2 separate regions of the Pan troglodytes genome follow, and region 2 is linked to region 1. The links are chromatin contacts, called in public HiChIP or PLAC-seq maps. All regions are on one chromosome and are shown on one strand. Each heading gives the region's core, a stretch centred on a gene start, on an enhancer-like site or on the middle of the called end of the contact. The rest is flanking DNA. Distances are from core to core; before and after follow the strand shown. Region 1 holds the start of STAU2 (staufen double-stranded RNA binding protein 2). Region 2 holds the start of ELOC (elongin C).

Evidence for each region. HiChIP or PLAC-seq counts read pairs in DNA pulled down with a chosen protein or histone mark.
Region 2: a contact with region 1 is called in an H3K4me3 HiChIP or PLAC-seq map of stem cell-derived excitatory neurons, with 5 times the contacts expected there. The contact joins the promoter of ELOC here to the promoter of STAU2 in region 1. A contact is called at or near these places in 1 of 7 Hi-C or Micro-C datasets (stem cell-derived neural progenitor cells) and 1 of 1 datasets of contacts at active chromatin or transcription factors (stem cell-derived excitatory neurons).

Annotation. Positions count from the first base shown.
Region 1 is chr7:82,399,629-82,403,144 of NHGRI_mPanTro3-v2.0_pri, reverse strand. STAU2 (staufen double-stranded RNA binding protein 2) reads left to right here and starts at 1,830. Exons shown (of 12, transcript XM_054656829.2): 1 at 1,830-2,027. The coding sequence starts at 1,974. The region is part of intron 6 of UBE2W (ubiquitin conjugating enzyme E2 W); the gene reads left to right.
Region 2 is chr7:82,624,387-82,627,902 of NHGRI_mPanTro3-v2.0_pri, reverse strand. It overlaps ELOC (elongin C), which reads left to right and starts at 1,604. Exons shown (of 4, transcript NM_001252005.1): 1 at 1,604-1,651.

The DNA of each region.
Region 1 (3,516 bases), core at 581-3,080:
CTCAGCTCACTGCAACCTCTGCCTCCCGAGTTCAAGCAATTCTCCTGCCTCAGCCTCCTAAGTAGCTGGGATTACAGGTGTGTGCCACCACGCCCAGCTAATTTTTGTATTTTTAGTAGAGATGGAGTTTCACCATGTTGGCCAGGCTGGTCTCAAACTCGTGACCTCGTGGTCTGCCCGCTTCGGCCTCCCGAAGTGCTGAGGTTACAGGTGTGAGCCACCACACCCGGCCAAGAAGGTGATTTTTGAATGCCGTGAAAGATTATTTGTTCACCAGGCGAGAGAAGGGTAGCCTGAAGGGAGAGAGAATAGCCTATGGAAAGACACAGAGGTAGGCAGCTTGACCCTTGGTATGGCTGGTGGGAAAGTAAGGTATTCATTCAAAATATTCAACAATTTCTGGTCAACTTCTTTCGGTCAATGATGGACAGGTGGACTGCATATACAACGGTGGTCCCATAAGATTATACAGTTCTTTAAGCCGGGCGCCTGTAATCCCAGCACTTTGGGAGGCCGAGGTGGCGGGGAGGGGCGGGGGGGGGGGGCCGGCGGGGAATCACTTGAGGTCAAGAGTTCGAGACCAGCGTGGCCAACATGGTCAAACCCCGTCTCTACTAAAAATACAAAAATTAGCTGGACGTGGTGACATGTGCCTATAATCCCAGCTACCAGGGAGGCTGAGGCAGGAGAATTGCTTGAACTCGGAAGGTGGAGGTTGCAGTGAGCTGAGATTGTGCTACTGCATTCCAGCCTGGGTGACAGAGCGAGACTCCGTCTCAAAAAAAAAAAAAATTATATAGTTCTTTTACTGTAGGTTTTCTATGTTTAGGTACAAATACCCTTGTGTTGCAATTGCCTACAGTATTAGTACAGTAACACACTGTACAGGTTTGCAGCCTACGCGCAATAGCTATATACCATATAGCCAAAGCGAGTAGTTGGCTAGACTACCTAGGTTTGCGTTAAGAACACGCTATGATGTGCGCAAAACAACAAAAATCGCTTAATGACACGTTCCTCAGAACATATCCTTGTGGCTAGGTAAGGCATGACTGTATTAGAATGCTGACTGGGTGCGTAAGCCTCTAGAAGGAGCACAGCAAATTTATGGAGGATGCAACATGTTAAATCCGAGGGAACTGGCAGAGGTGAAAAGAGGGGAAAGGAGCATAGGAAGGAGTTCTGGGAGGAAAAATATAGCTGTAGCTAACATTGTACCAGGAGAGGTACTACTTGCCCGGTCCTATTTAAAGGGCTTCATATGTATTGTCACATTTAAATACGAACTATCTATCACATGTAGTCTCCTCTTGATGCACAGGATAAGTAACATGCCCGTGGTCTCCTCACCAGTTAGCAAGCGGATATCCAGCCTTGGTTATCTGACTCTGGCGCCCTTGCTGTTAACCAGGACACACACTACCTTCCCAGGTGCAGACATGAGATTGGTTTTAGATGATGACTGAAATCACCGGCCTGGGAGACATTTCTCAGTCAGAGAAGTGACACTGGGAAGAAACCCTAGAAATAACGTTGCAAACGAGTAAGTTTGTGAAAACACACTAATAGTTCTATTTCGAAATTTCTTTGTCAGATTATTTTTGGTGCCGGTTACTAAACGAAGTGTTCAGTTTCATCGAGCTTAACTGGGTTGAAGTTATCTAGACAAAAGTAATCCACATCAAAACCAGGACGAATCAAGACGTAATTTCTGTTTTCTGGCACTCTTGCCTCATAAATCTAGGATTCAGGGCATTGTTTTCAATGGTTCTCATTTTTGGCTCCAAGGATTCTTTTTCATGTGACTAATATTTTCGGTAGAAGAGGAGGTCTGGCGAGCAGGTGATCACGGATCCCTGGTGTTTGCTGGGCGAGACGGTGAAGCAACCTCCTCCCCGCCCCCTCCCCCGTCTAGAAAGGTGCAAGATCCGCTAAACCGTGCGTCGCACAGCGGCGGCCGGAGCAGACGCGGGATGGTCGCGCGTCCCCTGCACAGCACAGAGGGGCAGCCAGAGAGCCTGGGAAAGGTACGAGCGGGGAATCAGAGCACGGGGTGCGGACCAGAAAGAACAGACGGTCAGTCGGGCGGGGAAGGAAGTTGCCGAGTTGCAGGTGTGGAAGGGGCTGCCCCAGGCCCACCCTTGGCAGACGAGGGGGCGGGGAGTCGCGCCGGGGACGAGGAGACTGCGGACCGGGCGCGCTCCTTGCGCAGTCGCTCGCCCGCGTGCCCAAGCCCCCCGGGAATGGCCCTCGCCCAGGGGCCCAGCTCACCGCCGCTAGCCCCGCAGAGCCTGCAGCTGCTGGGGCCCGGCAGCCGCCAGGGGGCGGGAGCTGCGTCGCGAACAATGGCCGCGCTTGGTCGCGGGCCGGCGGGAGGCAGAGTGGAGGTAGAGCCGGTGCCGGGCGCGCGCGCCGGCCGGGCGTGCTGGGGCGCGGGAGCAGCTGCGCAGGCGGGGGCGCGCGGCGCGAGCGCGGGAGGGCGCGGCGGGAGCGCCGGGGAGGCGGGCGGAGGCGGGCGGAGGCGGGGGGCGGGGAGCCCGAGGGGTGGAAGCCGGCGGCGGCCGAGCGGGGTCAGTTCTCTGTAGTGTTTGCCAATGTTGGAGCCGTCTGCAAAGTGTCCCCGGCAAGAAGGTAAATACCCTCATCGGGGGCGCCCGGGAGACCCCGACTTCCGCGCCGCCGGCGAGGAAGGCAGAGGGCGCTGGGGAGCCCTGCAGTTCCGCAGCACGGGGAACCCGGAGAAGAGCAGCCCCCTTCGCGGCCTCCCCTCCCCCGCGCCTTCCCTCCCACATCGGGCTCTCGGGGCAGCAGCGGGGAGGGGAGACCGGCGGGGGAGGGAGGACCGGGAGGCGAAGGAATTGGGGTGGGGGGTGCGTGTGTGGTGGAGGGGGTGGGACGACACAGGTGTCCTGAGGGGAGGAGCCGGGAGGAAGGCGAGGAGGCCGGGCCAAGTCGGGGTGCGGAGGTGGGGGAGGCAGGAACGCGGCTGCGGGCGCGGGAGGCTGGGGTTCTAGGGGGCCGGGGTGGTAGCGGCCGGAAGAGAGGACGGCGAGTGCAGCCACGGTGTGGCTGCGAGGGAGAGGGAGCGCCTAGAGTAGAGCAGGGGAGGGCGGCCCGGGGAGGGTCTGCGGGAAATGGGCCTGGGGGCGCTGGAGGCGGAGCGGCGGGGCCGGGGCGCGCCGGAGGGTGGCGGCGGCAGCTATTTCTGTAGAATGGGCTAGTGGTAAAGACGTAACTTGCCGAAATGGGGAGGGTAGGTGGGGCCGAGGGGACAAAATATATCCGATGACAGGCAAGTTCTGCTGTGGCTGTTACGAACTCCTACCGTGATGGCTCGGCTTAAAGGGGTAGTTGGCGGTAGTGACCTTGCCGGGGTGAAGGGAGTTGGGCGAGGAGACAAAGCTCAGTTACGGAATCCGCTGTGTGAGAGCAGGAACTCTAGTCTCTTCGGGGTCGAGCCGGGGGCTGTGGCTTGGGGGCTGGGGGTGCTCCGCAGAGGCCATTGAGAAGCACGCC
Region 2 (3,516 bases), core at 355-2,854, 220 kb before region 1:
GCCGCGCGCAGTGGCTCACGGCTGTAATCCCAGCACTTTGGGAGGCCAAGGTGGGCGGATCACTTGTGGTCAGGAGTTTGAGACCAGCCTGGCCAACATGGTGAAACCCCGTCTTCACTAAAAACACAGAAAAAAGTCGCCCGGCGTGGTGGAGCACACCCGTAATCCCAGCTACTCAGGGGGCTGAGGCACGAGAATTGCTTGGGCCTGGGAGGTGGAGGCTGCAGTGAGCCGAGATTGCGCCACTGCACGCCAGCCTGGGAGACAGAGCGAGACACCCTCTCAATAAAAAAGAAGGAAAGAAAAGAGAAGAGAAAAGAAAAGGGGCCTACAGCCTCCTCATCTGCACCTCCATGCCTGTCCTCCCCACCAAACTCTACTTCGAGCTACCATTACAGCCAAAAAATCTTTGTTCTGATTTCTGTAAAGGCTTTAAAAAATTATCCAAGACAATCTCCTTGATTATTGCAACTAATTATAAAAAACCAATGTCTTTTATCTACCAAATCAACTAAATTAAACAAAAAAAAAGCCTTTCTGGCAAGTCCTCAGTTCAACAAACTCTAGATAGCCTGTTATCTATTTTTTGAGCACACAAAGTGCCTCGTTGAGCACCTTGTAATGTTGTCTTGGCCCTACATACATTCTCTTCATGCCACACTCCTGGAAAACAGTAGAAGGTGAACTTTATTTAGCTGTTTCAGCCTTCCTGGAAAGGTGTCTGTATATCTTACCATAGGAAACGCGGGGGGTGGGAAGCGGGGCGTGGAATGAGAAAGAAGTTCCCAAAAACTGAGTAACGGTGTTGGCAGGCGCCTGGATTTTCTGTGCGTGAGCTCGGGATCCAGGACAGCTGAGCTAACCCAGAGGCAAAGGCAGGACCCTCGCGGGTGGAGTGGGGGACGTGGTTAGTTTTCAGTTAACATTGAATTCTACCGGGAAGAGAGGAAATGAGGCCAGCCGATTGCGCTAGTCGTTGCTGTGCTGGCTCTTCAGCACGCACAGCAACTTTTCACCAGGGACAGATGCTGCTTCATAAAGAGTACGATCTCGTTAGCAAAGAAACCGCCCTCCCACGTTTCAATCTTTCCTCAGCAGTCTCCCACCTCCAGGCGTAACCCTAAATGAGAGGTACAGACAGTCTCTGAAACCACCAAAATATTAACACGCAGTGCGAGAAACTACAAGTCCCAGGATGCAGGGATGCCTCGGTCCCAACGCCGACGGTATCCACCAGAGAAACTACAAATCCCAGAATGCAGTGCTCTCTCGGACTCCCGAGAGCCTCTCTAAGGACGCGTCTTTACAGCAATTGGATCAGGGTCTGCGCTGCATGCTGGGAATCCAGAAGAGCTAGACTCGGATTGGTCAAAATTTGCCGGTTGCGTTCATAGGCTGGCCTACTATAGGGGAAAAGAGTAGGGCGCTACGCACTACCTCCAGACGGAAGTGAGCGACACACTCTGCGTCCTCGCCTCACCAGGTACGGATCTCCCGCGCGTCGCAGAAAGCGGCTCTGACCCAGCGGAAGTAATTCTTTCGACTGCCCCGGAACCCACCGGAGCAGGCAGCTGGGGGTGGGGGGGCGGCCCTGGGATAGGGGCTGTGGCAGTACGCGGGGACCCGGCTGCGGTGGCTGCGGGACTGACGAGTGAGTCTCGGGCTGGGGCGGAAACGGAGCTCCGGGTAAGGGTGGAGGGCGAGGGAGGCCGAGACTGGACGAGCTCGCAATCCCACTTCCCACCCCTTCCCTTCTGGGCGGGGAAGGAACGGAAGCTGTTAACCTCCTTGGGCCTCCCCAGCCCCTAGTTTGGGGGAGGGGAGAAGAGGGCGGCGGGACCTTTCCTGGCGCCGCTCGGTGGGTTTGGAAAGAGGTGGAAGGAGGGGCAGCAGCCAGCGAGACTGGGCATTCTCCGGGCTGAGCGCGGGAGGGTGGAGTTAGGAGCATGGTAGCCCTGTCGCTTTTCCTTTCTGCTTGTTCCTCGTGTCCGCTCAGATTAGTTCTTTTCTTGAAGTCAGTCCCTAGCCCAGGGAGAGGTCTCTCGCTTCTTCTAGCTGCAGTACCCGAGAAGTTTATCTTCTGGGTAACTTGTTGGGTGATTCTATGCTCGACTTCATGAGTTGGGGGTATCGTGCATCTACTGCCCGTCCAGTCTTGTCTGAAAGGAGGTATCTAGTGTGAAATACTGTGCCCATTGAGTTTCTCTTAAGGAACTGAGATCTGTTGAGTAACATATAACTGTGGAGTTTGTGCCATTTAGAGTGAGCATTTCTACTCCACATTGCTTTTAGTGTAGAAAACCGAAATTCTTTTTTAGGGGGCCGGGGGAGACAGACTTGCTCTTGTTGCCCAGGCTAGAGTGCAGTGGTTCGTTTTCAGCTTGCTGCAACCTCTGCCTCCCAGGTTCAAGTGATTCTCCTGCCTCAGCCTCCCACGTAGCTGGGACCAAGGCGCATGCCACCACGCCTGACTAATCTATTATTAGTAGAGACGGGGTTTCGACATGTTGGCCAGGCTGGTGTGGAACTCCTGACCTCAAGTGATCCGCCCCCGTCGGCCTCCCAAAGTGCTGGGGTTACAGGCGTGAGCCACCGCGCCTGGCCTTGAAATTCTTTAGTGTCTTAAAACCTCACTTTCTCACTTTTTAACTGCCATATTTGCTTTTTTTTCTTTTTCTTTTCTTTTTTTTTTTTTTTTTTTTTTTTTGAGACGGAGTCTCGCTCTGTCCTGAGGCTGGAGTGCAGTGACTTGATCTCGGCTCACTGCAACCTCCGCATCCGGGGTTCAAGCCATTCTCCTGCCTCAGCCTCTGGAGCAGCTGGGATTACAGGCGCGCACCGCCACTGCCGGCTAATTTTGTTTTTTTTTTTTTTTTTAGTAGAGATGGGGTTTCACCATGTTGGTCAGGCTGGACTCCTGAGCTCTGGTGATCCGCCCGCCTCCACCTCCCAAAGAGCTACGATTACAGGCGTGAGCCACCGCGCTTGGCTCCATATTTGCTTTTTGATCCCCGAAAGTTGTTTCCTTTTCTATTCAGTTACCTAAAATGACATATGTCTGATCTCATTTACATTATAATCATGTTGAAACGTAGCAGTTTACATGTGGATTTATTCATTCTGGAGATACAATGGCAAGGAAACAGCTGTGGTACGTACTATAATGGATATTTATTGTTTCTTGCCAATGATGATTTGGGGTCCCTGTTTAATATTAAGTGACCGTTCCTCTTTTTCTTAAATATGAAATTTGATAACTACCATTCAAAAAATACACGTGTATGCATTGCCAGATGGTAATTCTGTAATATAATAGGCACTAGTTTACAGCCAGAAGTTATAGTCAGTCCTATACATCAAGTTCTAAAGTGATATTTAATTGTTTAAATCTTCTAAAATGTTTATTTTGGTTTTTTTGGTAGATTTTTTAGCACTGGAAAATAATCAGGGAAATCTTTGCTATTATGCTCATATTTATTTTTGAGTCAGAGTCTCACTCTGTTCTGCACTCCCAGG